2 separate regions of the Sus scrofa genome follow, and region 1 is linked to region 2. The links are chromatin contacts, called in public Hi-C maps. All regions are on one chromosome and are shown on one strand. Each heading gives the region's core, a stretch centred on a gene start, on an enhancer-like site or on the middle of the called end of the contact. The rest is flanking DNA. Distances are from core to core; before and after follow the strand shown.

Evidence for each region. A called contact is a pair of places that touch in the nucleus more often than the background predicts.
Region 1: a contact with region 2 is called in a Hi-C map of liver, with 4 times the contacts expected there. The contact joins the promoter of RAE1 here to the promoter of CSTF1 in region 2. A contact is called at or near these places in 3 of 47 Hi-C or Micro-C datasets (embryonic fibroblasts, liver and mesenteric adipose tissue) and 1 of 2 datasets of contacts at active chromatin or transcription factors (alveolar macrophages).

Annotation. Positions count from the first base shown.
Region 1 is chr17:57,748,959-57,754,904 of Sscrofa11.1, forward strand. It overlaps RAE1 (ribonucleic acid export 1), which reads left to right and starts at 3,223. Exons shown (of 12, transcript NM_001105296.1): 1 at 3,223-3,592.
Region 2 is chr17:56,969,526-56,975,324 of Sscrofa11.1, forward strand. It overlaps CSTF1 (cleavage stimulation factor subunit 1), which reads left to right and starts at 2,998. Exons shown (of 7, transcript NM_001110430.1): 1 at 2,998-3,049; 2 at 3,239-3,321. It also overlaps a transcript of AURKA not described here.

The sequences.
Region 1 (5,946 bases), core at 1,973-4,472, 780 kb after region 2:
AACGTGTGCTTTGTTGCATCCGAGCTGTTTACAAAACCTTAAGATAACATATTGGGATTTTTTTTTTTAAGAACAGAATTAGAGATGACTTCAAATGAAAAATAATTGATTATAAACATATTAGTTTCAATGCATCCAGAAATGGAATACAAACTGTAGTCATTCATAAGTATTTCCTTGTGTTGGAGTTCCCATCATGGAACAAATCCAGCTGGGAACCATAAGGTTGCGGGTTTGATCCCTGGCCTCACTCAGTGGGTTGAGGATCCGGCGTTGCCGTGAGCTGTGGTTTGGGTCACAGACACGGCTCGGATCTGGCGTGGCTGTGGCTGCGGTGTAGGCCGGTGGCAACAGTTCCGACTGGCCCCCTAGCCTGGGAACCTCCATATGCTGTGGGCGCGGCCCTAAAAAAGGATAAAAAGACAAAAAATAATAAATAAATAAATAAATATTTCCTTGTATAAAAACTGCAGAAGGGTTCACTAATGTGAACGATAGTCATGACCAGAATTTAATTTTAATTGCTTTTTATTTTTAATTTTCACCTTTACTTTATGGCTCAATCATCATACCCATGGAAACAGATTGTTTTGATCCCCCTTCTTGTTTCCGGGGGGGGAGGGGAGTGAGGTGACACCACAGTCTGCCAACTGTGGAAGTGTAAAGTCACGGTCTGAAGGGCAGGCCTCCTGCATCCCAAAACGGGGATAACAACAGCAATGGTACCTGCCCTATAGTGTCATTGTGAGGACAAGTGTGTGTGAATAACATCCCTTAGAAAAAGTCAGGGAATATTAGTGTTAGGCTTGGGTACACATGCTGCTACTTTTCTTCCACTGATGGCGTGTGCAAAAGCAGCTTGTCGATTATATATCCCTAAACAGCAGAAAGATTTTTTTTTAGTATACTGATTAAGCAGTATTATACAAGAATCTGTACCATAAGAGAGGCTTCTGGAAGATTCCTTCTGCATGGAAAATATAATTCAACAGATATCAAACACCAACATATGTAAGGCTGTGCTTGGTGCTGTATACATGGGCGTAAGACACAAAGTTCAAAATCTAGGAAACTAGACAAGGCAAATACACACAATCTTATGAAACAGTATATATGCACTGAGAGAGTTTGGGGAGATTGCAAGAGAGATGGTATAAGAGGATCCATTGGGGACGGAATGAGGAAAGGTGTCACTGAGGAGGGAGGACCTGTCAGAGATGATTCCAAGATTTTGCTGGTAGGAAAGTCGGTAGAGGACAGACTTCACCGGCTCTACTGCTTAACAGCTGTGTGATGTCTGGCAGGTCGAGTTACCTCCCTCAGCCTCAGTTTCCTTTTCTATAAAATGGACATTAGGAAACCTACCCCAGAGGACTGCTCAGAAAATTACAGGAGAGGGAGCAGCCAGTGCTTAAACAAGCTATTATTATTATCCTTGTTTAGACTAGAGGTTCTGAACCTTGGCTGTATCTTAGAATCACTTGAAGCGTTTTTATTTTTTTAGTTAACAATTTTTTTTTTCAGAGTTCCCATTTCGGCTCAGTGGAAACAAATCTGACTACCATCCATGAGAACGCAGGTTCAATCCCAGGCCTCACTCAATGGGTTAAGGATCCGGGGCTGCCATGAGCTGTGGTGTCGGTCGCAGATGCTGCTCAGATCTGGCATTGCTGTGGCTGTGGTACAGGCCCTCAGCTGCAACTTCCATTCAACCCCTAGCCTGGGAACCTCCATATGCTGCAAGGGTGGCCCTAAAAAGGCAAAAAAAAAAAAAAAAGAAAGAAACGTTCTTTTTAGGGCTGCACCTGAGGCCTATGGAAATTCCCAGGCTGGGGGTTGAATCAGAGCTAAGCTGCAGCTGCCAGCCTCTGGGTCATAGCAACCACAGAAACACTAGACTTGAGCTGCATCTGTGACCTACACCACAGCTTGTGGCAAACCACTGAACGAGGCCAGGGATCAAACCCGCATCCTCATGGATACTAGTCGGGTTAATAACCTGCTGAGCCACAGCAGGAACTCTGAGAGCTTTTTAGAAATATTCTCTTAGTTCCACCCCAGACCAACTAAATCAGAATCTCTGAAGATGAGACCTAGGCATTACCATTTTTTAAAAGCTTCCCCAAGTGATTCCAAACACCTCGTCTAGATCCTTGGTGTTTAACTGCGGTCCATAGCCTGGAACTTCAGCTGGGAATTTGCTTGAAATGTTGGTTCTCAGGCCCACACTGAACCTTCTGAATCTGCATTTAATAACAAGGTCCCGTGGATCCTAAGGCTCCCTGCAGATATCAAGGCTTTTGGTATGCAGGCCACACTAAGTAGTAAAGAAGGTTCAGTGTGTTGAACGGTAACCTTAGGAAATTCCTATTTTTCCTTCCTAAAGGAGGAAAAAGCAACCAACTGAAATATTGAGTTGGCACGTGTGCATCCTAACAGCCCCTTATCATTCCCGTGGACCTTACACTTAGCAAAAGTCCTTCTTGTGTGTTTCTTCACTTGAACCTAATTAAGAATAGCCCTGGAAATTAAGCATCATTATCCCCATTTTACGGCTGAAACTGAGGTCCAAAGAGCCTGGACGGCTCAAGATACCCCAGCCGCAGTTATGGAGGCCAGAGTAGACCAAGCAGCGTCCCATCAGCCTCTGGAAGATTGACCGCAACCAGGATTCTGCTCCACTTGTAATTCACAAGAGAAAATTCTAACTACCCTTAACCAGCCCCGGCTGTGGATTGATCTGAGTGGTCGCTGGGCAACCGAGTTGGCTACACCAGCTTTGGACCAATCTGCAAACTGCTGGCACAGGGACTTCTTCTTGGCGTCATTAGCACTTCTGCGCATGTGTAATTACCTTGAGGGGGCGGAGCTTCCCCTTCCTTCCGGATGACACCGGAAGTGCCTCGTGGGTGCATGCGCAGCGGCCCCCACGGTAAATAGGGCAGTTTTTAGGCCAGCGTGAGACCTCGAGGTCGGAAGATAACTGTCGCTGCCGCCTTGCCTTCGCCTCGTCCACGCCCGAGCCGGGTCACAGGCTCCTGAGCTCTTTCTGCTCCCCGTCGTCGGCTTCCCTCCGCGGCGCGACTCTCAGGTAGGCCCTGTGCTGCTTCCCCTCGTTCCCCGCCGCCATGGCGCGGTAGGCCGGCCCCCCGGCGGAGTGCGCCCCGCCACGGGGTGCTGGGGCACGAGCCGGGCTGTTAGCGGGTTTCATTAGTGGCCGCTGGGAGGGACGTCGGGGCTGGACGGGTCACCTCAAGTCTAAGCCTCTCGTTTTTTTTGTTTTGTTTTTTGTGATTTTTGTGTGTGTGGGGGGGGGAAACTGAGGCTCCGGGAAGGGTCACAGAATTGACGGCAGCCCTTGCCGCCTTTGCTCTTCCTCGTTACTTGTCTGGCTTCTCATCCGACACAAGCTACCGCCTCGGAGATCTTCCCAGGTCCTGCTACACAAGGGCGTCCCTTTCTAGTCTCTGCCACGTCAACCCGCTTGATCTCCTTTGTTGCACTTACCACTCTGAAACTAAGTCTGTTTGTTTCTGTCTTCCTCCGCCAAGTGTGTGTTATATTCACGTGCACACACACTGCGCCCAGGCAGGTATCTGGGAAACGCCAGCCGCTTTGGGCCTGGTGTATATTGGGGAAGCATCCAGGCAGCTCTCTGGCGTTCTCCTCGGGAGGGGATTGGTTGAAACAAATTCCGGGTGGTAACCGGTACTACTGGGAAGAAGGCGGGGGTGTGTGGAGGGGTGGAGATCTTGCTTTGGGAAGAAGGCAGGCAAGCCTCGGAGGAGGTGACTTTGTTAAAAAAGATGCTTGTAGCAGCTTTATGGAAGCGGCGCAGACTGTAACCCATTTAAAGGGTACAGTTGGGTACACATCGCCGCGGTGCAGTTTTAGACTATTTCCATCACCCCAGAGAGCTCACAGGAGGCATTCGTTTGGATTGGGACCCTAAGATTCACACTGAGACAACTGGGGGTCTGGGAGAGGGCAGATCATCCCAGGCTGAAGGAGCAGCTCATAGGAATCCTCCCAGGCCGGAGGAGTTTGCTGTGTGCACAGGCAGGAAGCCGTCAGCGGGCGGGGCGGGGGCGTCGCACGGAGGGAGCGAGCAAGATCAGGCCAGTTGGAGGTAAACGCGTGTCTTCCGACCTTCTTGAGGGTAGCCTCTGGTCCATATAGGCTGATTAATGCTTAGTGACTGTTGCTCTTTTCCCCTCATTCACCCCTCATTGCAGAAATGCTCTCTCCCACCTTCTGGGTTGAGGAGAAGGGAGGAACAGAAGTTTCAAACACTGTATGTATGAGCTCACGTGGTTTTCATAGCTCCATGAAGTAGATATTAGGGTTTATTTTTAAAAATGAGAAAATCGAGGCTAAATAGTTTGCTCAAAGCCATGTGTTTTTTAGTTCCTTGGTGTTTGCAGAAGCCTTGTCATTCTTTTGTTTGCTGTTTCAGATCCATGTCTTAGGGTAGGAGGCAGAGGTGACCAGCACCACCACATCCTTGTACAGAGTTGCTGAGTTGCTAATGCATTCATAGACCTAGTGGGGCTACACCTGATTGTCTTTCATGGGGTGTAGCTTGGGAAACTCAAACACCTTCCCCACATCTGTCACAGTTTTCCCATTTGTGTGGTCTTAACAGATACCACTCCTGTCGTATGTCTCTCAGCTACTAGGCTCCTTTGGGGGAGGTTACAGACACAGTGTGAAAATTTGAGAACAATGACAGAATTGAAGTGTGGCCTCAGTGTATGTGAGTCATCAGAGTTCTATATAGTACATAGTCTTTCCAAGTTCCTGTCGTGGCTCAGCGGAAAAGAATCCAACTAGGAACCATGAGGTTGCGGGTTCAATCCCTGGCCCCACTCACTGGGTTAAGGATCGGCATTGCCGTGAGCTGTGGTGTAGGTTGCAGACATGGCTTGGATTTGACGTTGCTGTGGCTGTGGCATAGGCTGGCAGCTGTAGCTCTCATTGGACCTCCAGCCTGGGAACCTTCATATGCTGAGAATGCGGCCCTAACAAGAAAAAAAAAATAATAGTAAAATTAAAGAAGACATAGACTTTCTTCCTGGAAGGAAAAAAGGGAAAGCTGTTTATGACCCACTATGCACTAGACACTGCACTTGCTGTGTGTAATGTGATTTATCTTCAGAGCAACCCTGGAGAAGGTGTTAATATGCTCCGTGTTTGCAGAATAGGGGAAATGGGGCTTGATGAGACTAGGGTCCCAGCTGTGGTAAGTGGCAGAGGCATGATTCTACCCCTTCTAGACTGTGGTGCCCAGGAAAAAACTCCAAGTGGGGGGATTCTTGCAGGTCAGATGTCCAAGGCATAATGCCAAACCTTTCAGTGCCTAAGGAGGACAAAGTGGATTACTTTTAAAACCTTCTACACAATTGCTACCAGGACTGGTGGCTTTTCTAAGTAACTTCATGCAGAGACACTGACCTGAACCAGAGTGTGGAAGTTGGTGAGAAGCACGTGAACTGTCACAAGTGAGAACGGGAAGAGTGGCGCCTTCTGCTGCTTTACTGTTATATCTGGGCGCTCAGCACGGTGTCTCTGACTAGATGGAATGAGTGGATTTATTTCACAGCTGGTGATCGAAAAATACTCTGCTGTGATGTATCAGCAGTGGTTAATTCATGATGACAGTTGTAAGAAGAAAGCTGGATGTGGGGTGTATGGAATCTTTGGAATTTTCTACCAAAAAACCCATTCTAAGTTTATTTTTTAAAGGGAGTCTACTTACTGCATATTTAGATCTTTTCAAAAACGAGAAGGCTGGGAGTTCCCGTTGTGGCGCAGTGGTTAACGAATCCGACTAGGAACCATGAGGTTGCGGGTTCGGTCCCTGCCCTTGCTCAGTGGGTTAACGATCCGGCGTTGCCGTGAGCTGTGGTGTAGGTTGCAGACGCGGCTCGGATCCCGAGTTGCTGT
Region 2 (5,799 bases), core at 1,748-4,247:
TGGTACCCCAAGCCAACACACCACATGAAACAAGCACTGCACGCTTGTTTCCCCTCCACTCAGGCCACAAACACTTCTTCCCCAACCACTCTCACTCCCCTGGGGAGCCAGCCCATCCAGTCCCCCTGGCTTTCAACCCCATCCACAGGCTGAGCAGCCCCAAATCTCCATCTCAAGCCCAGACCTCTCCTTTCAACTCCCACCACCTGATCATCGGAGGCATCTGAGTTTTATCAAGTCCCAAACTGAAGTCCTGCTCCCTCCTCACACCGTCTCCCGGAAACCCCATCCTGCCAGGTGCTCAAGCCTTAGGCCTTAGCCGTCTTCACATGGTTCTCCCTCAAACCTATCTACCCCATCGGCGTATCTCACAGGCTCCCTCCTCAAAAATCACTGCTCAAACTTTACTACTCCCACCTGGTCAAACCACACTCCACCCCCTTCCCCTTAATTACCTGCGAAAAGCTCCCAATGGTGACTCTGCTTCCACCCTTGCCCCTTTGTGGTCCTCTCCCAACACAGTGCCCAGTGATCCCACTAACAAATCGAGATATTCTGGGAGTTCCTGTGATGGCCCAGCAGAAATGAATTCAACTAGGAACCACAAAGATGCGGGTTCGATCCCTGGCCTTGCTCAGTGGGTTAAGGATCCGGTGTTGCCATGAACTTCAGTGTAGGTCACAGACATGGCTTGGATCCCATAGTGTTGCTGTGGCTGTGGTGTAGGCCGGGAGCTACAGCTTAGATTGGACCCCTAGCCTGGGAACGCCGTATGCCACAGATGTGGCCCTAAAAAAAAAAAAAAAAATTTAAAAAAGCAAAAGCACTCATTCGTCCCATGCTTTCACATCCACTTGATAAGCAAGCAAATAACTCTCCCTTGAAGGTGGGAATAGGCTAAAGAAACTGGAGTCCTATATCAAACAGTCACTTAGAAATAACAGACAGGGAGTTCCCATCATGGCTCAGCAGTAATAAACCTGATAGTATCCCTGAGGACTCAGGTCCAATCCCTGGCCTTGCTCAGTGGGTTAAGGATCCAGTGCTGCTGTGAGCTTTGGTGTAGGTGACAGACACCGCTCGGATCTGGCGTGGCTGTGGCCGGGAGCTACAGCTCTGATTCGACCTCTAGCCTGGGAACTTTCATATGCAGAGGGTGGCCCCCCCCAAAAAAAGAATAGAAAGGAAAAGGAAATATATTTTCATTATGAGAACATTAATTTCACAATGCTCTGATGCTTCACTCTCCCTTAACAATTATAAGCAGCAAACTAATGAGATCACGGAGGCCCATGGACATTTATTCCACAGTCTTCAATGGAAGCTGCAGATATTTGCTGTAGTCTAATACACTTTTCCTTCTCAGGAAGAATAAACAGCAGAATAAATCTCTGATCCAGAAATTCTGGAGAGCTGCAGGAAGACTGCTTCTCAGGTGATTCTGGTTTACAGCCAAGCACAGGAGTCAAATGCAGAGGACCTGCACGAGATCCCTGCAGTTCACACCAGAGATCCTACTGGTCTAAATAGGAAAGTCGATATTTAATAGCACTGTGGGTTTAGACTTTTTCTTTCTTTGTCAAACCTACAAATGCCTGGAAAAAATGAAGCATGGAAAGGAAATAAGGTGCATAATTCAAAGAAAAGGGAACGTTAAGGGTGACTTTTACTGCCTCCTGCTCAAGGGTGGTAGCCAGGACGTTTGTTAGAAATGGAAACTTTTCAGGTCCGATCCCAGACCTAACAAACCAGTTCCCGCATTTCAACATCCCCGTTCCCGCATTTCAACATCCCCAGATAACCATCGAGCGCTGGGCTAGATCACAGGTTCTCAATGAACCATCAGAACCACCTGCACAGCTTGACAAAAACACAGACACCTGAGTCCTAAGCCCAAGCACTTCTGATCCATTAGGTGGGACCCTACTTTTTCCCAAGGATCCTCAAGCAGTCCTGATAAAGGCAGTCCAAGGTCTACAGTTTGAGAAGCACTGGCCCGCGAAGGCCTCTTCCGAGAAGTTATTTACTCACCCACTCACCCAACCGGCCCGGACACGAGCCTTTGCAGCTAGTCTAAGGTCGCCCCCGTGCCTAACATTCACCACTATCGATACCTCCCTAAGTTCGTCGCCTGCTCTCCACCGCCCCCCAAGCACGTACACTCCAAGACAATAAAAAACTTTATTTTTCTCACCCAGGTGCTCACTGAAAGCACACTGCCCACCCCACCAGCTCAACAACCCCATCCACTCCAGGCGTTTAATAACACCAAGTGGCGTCTTACAGGGCGCCTCGGGACCAGGAGCAGAGGGGAGGGCTCTGGGGAAGCACCAGGCTGGGGCGCGGGGCCGGGGGGGGGGTGCAGGGGGACCCTTTCTCGCCCCGACCCTCCCATGCAAGCCCCGCAGCCCCACCACCCGCTTCCCTCCCACCCTCTCGCTGAGGCCACCCACCCAGCGGCTGCCCGCCCTCCTGAGAGCTGCTCCGGGGCTACGCACCTAGGGGTTCTCACCTCCAACTTGAAAACAGCGCTTCCTCCAGAGGGCTCAGCCGTTAGGACGCAAAGTCTTCATTTTAAATAGGAGTTAAACCCTCTTAGCCGAAAGCTGATTGGCCTGAGTCAGAGAGGCGCTACCTTTTCATTGGTTCAAGGCCAACTCGCCGGCTTGAGTCACAGCCCAGGAGAGGCGGCGCGCAGGCGTACTTCCTCCGTGAGGCCCCGGAAGTGGTGGAGCCAACGGCCCGCCACATCCGAGGCCGTTCGAGAGCCCACAGGGCTCTCCTGGTCTGACATTTATCGGTGAGACAGCAGGGCTTTGGCGTCAGGGCCCCCGCGTAGGAGATAAAGTCTGAGGAGGTGAACGAACCTCCCGAACACGCCCGTGAGTAAGATGGCGAGAAGGGCAGGAACGAGTGGGTTCGATCGATAGCGCAGCGCTCGGCGCGACGCCCTTTGCGCGTGCGCAGTGCACGTGCACGCGGAGCGATCGATTGGGCAGGATTCGCGTCTCCATTTTTCTAGGAGAGAGCGGGAGACCGGAGAGAGCGGGTATGGGGGGCCCGGGTTTCGCGGAGAGTGGCTGGTGCGGTCGGCTGGGCCCTTTGGGAGACCACAGGAAGGGGCGAGGCGGGAAGGGTCGACGGTGAGCGATGCGGCCTGTGCCCTGAGTTGCCAGGCTAAGGCTGCATTTGCTCCTCCTCTTCAAAGGCCTCGCTCTCACTCTCTCTCCATCCCCAGTTGGCCTTTAGGTCCGGGTGATAGCGGAACGTACGGTGAGGGGGGCGTCTGTGTTCTCGCCGCGGTGCTCCTTCCAACTCCAGGTACGACCAGTCCTGGGTGGGCCTCTTCCTATCCTCTGGCCGCAGCCCCTTCACCTGCAAACTGGGGATGGTAATTAGGCACTTACTCGCCCAGCGAGCGAACGTTCTTTGGGAGTTGGGAAGCAGGGCTTGTCCTGTCTTTCTTATTTTAACCTTTTGGTACGCCTCCTGATGCTCCTGGCTTAAGTGGAGATACAGGATGGAATAGTGCTCAAGCTCTGGGCTCTGGTGTGGGCAATCCCAGTGGCCACTTTAACCTTGGACGAGTTTCGCAGCAGCATTCTGTTTGCAGTGTTTCCTAACCTTTTTGAGCCAGTTTGATCATCAATGTTGTGTCCTAGTGGGTGTATGTATATATGTGTGTGTATATATATAATTTGTTTTTTCTCCGTATACTTTAAATATATCTTAAGAGTTTAGCGTGGTGTTTGGCAATTGCTTAGTAAATGTTAGCTGTTGGTATTAACACTCATCAGTGCAGCACAGTAAGAACTCAGGCTCTGGGCTCAAATAGATTAGTTTAAGGTTCAGGTTCTGCCATTTACAAGCTCTTGGGTCCTGGGTTAAGTTAATCTCTCTGGGCCTCAGGTTGCCTACCTCTAAAATGAGATTTGATGAGGACTGAACAAGGTAATGCATATTAGTTGCTTACAACATGTGTATTACTGTATTAAATGTCTAATGGATTTTTACTGGTTCATTAAGTTTTTAAGGAGCACTACAGGCAGTGGAAACAGCACAGTCTCTAGAGTCAAATCACCTGCATTCTAATTCACGTTCCTTGGGCAGTAGACCTTGGCCAAGCTATTGCCCCTCCTCACCTGTAAACAGGATTACTGAACCTCCTTTATAGGGTGTTGAGGATTAATTGAGAGGAAACATGGTAAAAAAAAAAAAACTCAATAAATGTTAGCTCTTCTTATTATCATTAGCCTCAGTAATTCTCCAGGGGGCAGTGTGTAGTTAAAAAACACTGTTCCCCACAACACCTCCCACTTGCAGTCACCCCTGTGAGGTACAACAATACCAGTAGATACCAGTGTTAGCTGCCCACTCACTGCCCTTTTTCATAGTCATCTCTCCTGTGCTTCTGCCTTCCAGTTTTCTCCTCTGCCACAGCTACCTATCTGCCTTTGACTTTTTGTTGTTGTTGTTATTTCCCCAATACAATTTTTTTTTCTCCCATACAGCATGGTGACCCAGTTACACATACATGTATACATTCTTTTTTCTCACATTATCATGCTCCATCGTAAGTGACTAGACATAGTTCCCAGTGCTACACAGCAGGATCTCATTGCTAATCCATTCCAAAGGCAATAGTTTGCATGGATTAACCCCAAGCTCCCAGTCCACCCCACCCCCTCCCCCTCGGCAACCACAAGTCTCTTCTCCATGACTTTTATTCTTTTTTTTTTTTTTTTTTTGTCTTTTTGCTATTTCTTTGGGCCGCTCCTGCGGCATATGAAGGTTCCCAGGCTAGGGGTCCAATCGGAGCTGTAGCCACTGGCCTACGCCGGAGTCACAGCAACGCGAGATCCGAGCCACGTCTGCAACCTATACCACAGCTCACGGCAACGCCGGATCGTTAACCCACTGAGCAAGGGCAGGGACCGAACCCGCAACCTCATGGTTCCTAGTCGGATTTGTTAACCACTGCGCCACGATGGGAACCCCCCCCCTTTTTTTTTGACTTTTATTCTTTATTGCTGTTTGCCCCGGCAGCCTTCCGGCATCTGTACAGACGTACATTTATGTACAGACATTGATTTTTATAATCAAGTTATCTAATCATGTCCACCATTTGGAGTTTGTTTTTGTTTTTGCACAAACCGAAAACCAGCATCTAGTTTTTTTCTCTAAGACAAGGGAAAACTTGAGCCCTTATAAATCAGCCTGAGTGCATAGCCCTTCACATTTTTCCTTTTATAGTTGTTTCACCATATCCCATTTGCCAGTATTTTATCTGCGACCTACACCTACAGCTCACAGCAACGCCCAATCCTTAACCCACTGAGCAAGGCCAGGGATCGAACCCGCAACCCCATGGTTCCTAGTCGGATTCATTAACCACTGCACCACGACGGGAGCTCTGCCAGTATTTTATTAAGCCATTGATCTTTGAATCTTTCCGAAGCGTTCAACTTGATTTCATTTTCATAGCACAGTAGCTTTTTAGCTCTCATGTTTTGATTTACTGCCTAAGGAAATCATAGAATTTAACAAGCTTAGTTGCCTTAAAACATATGTTAAGAATGAACATAAGTAAACCTAACAGCTCAGCTGGTGCAGGCAGTAGTGTCTAGACATCTGACGATACCAGCTGTCTTTCCCATTGCAAATATGAGCCAGTGTTTTATTAACAGAAGAAATGGAAGGTTCTGGGATAGCAGTAAAGAATAAAAATCACAGGTGGGTAGTTTGGCAGAAAAGAAAAGTTGAAGAAGAGAGGTCTCACTGTAAATATTGGCTAACAGG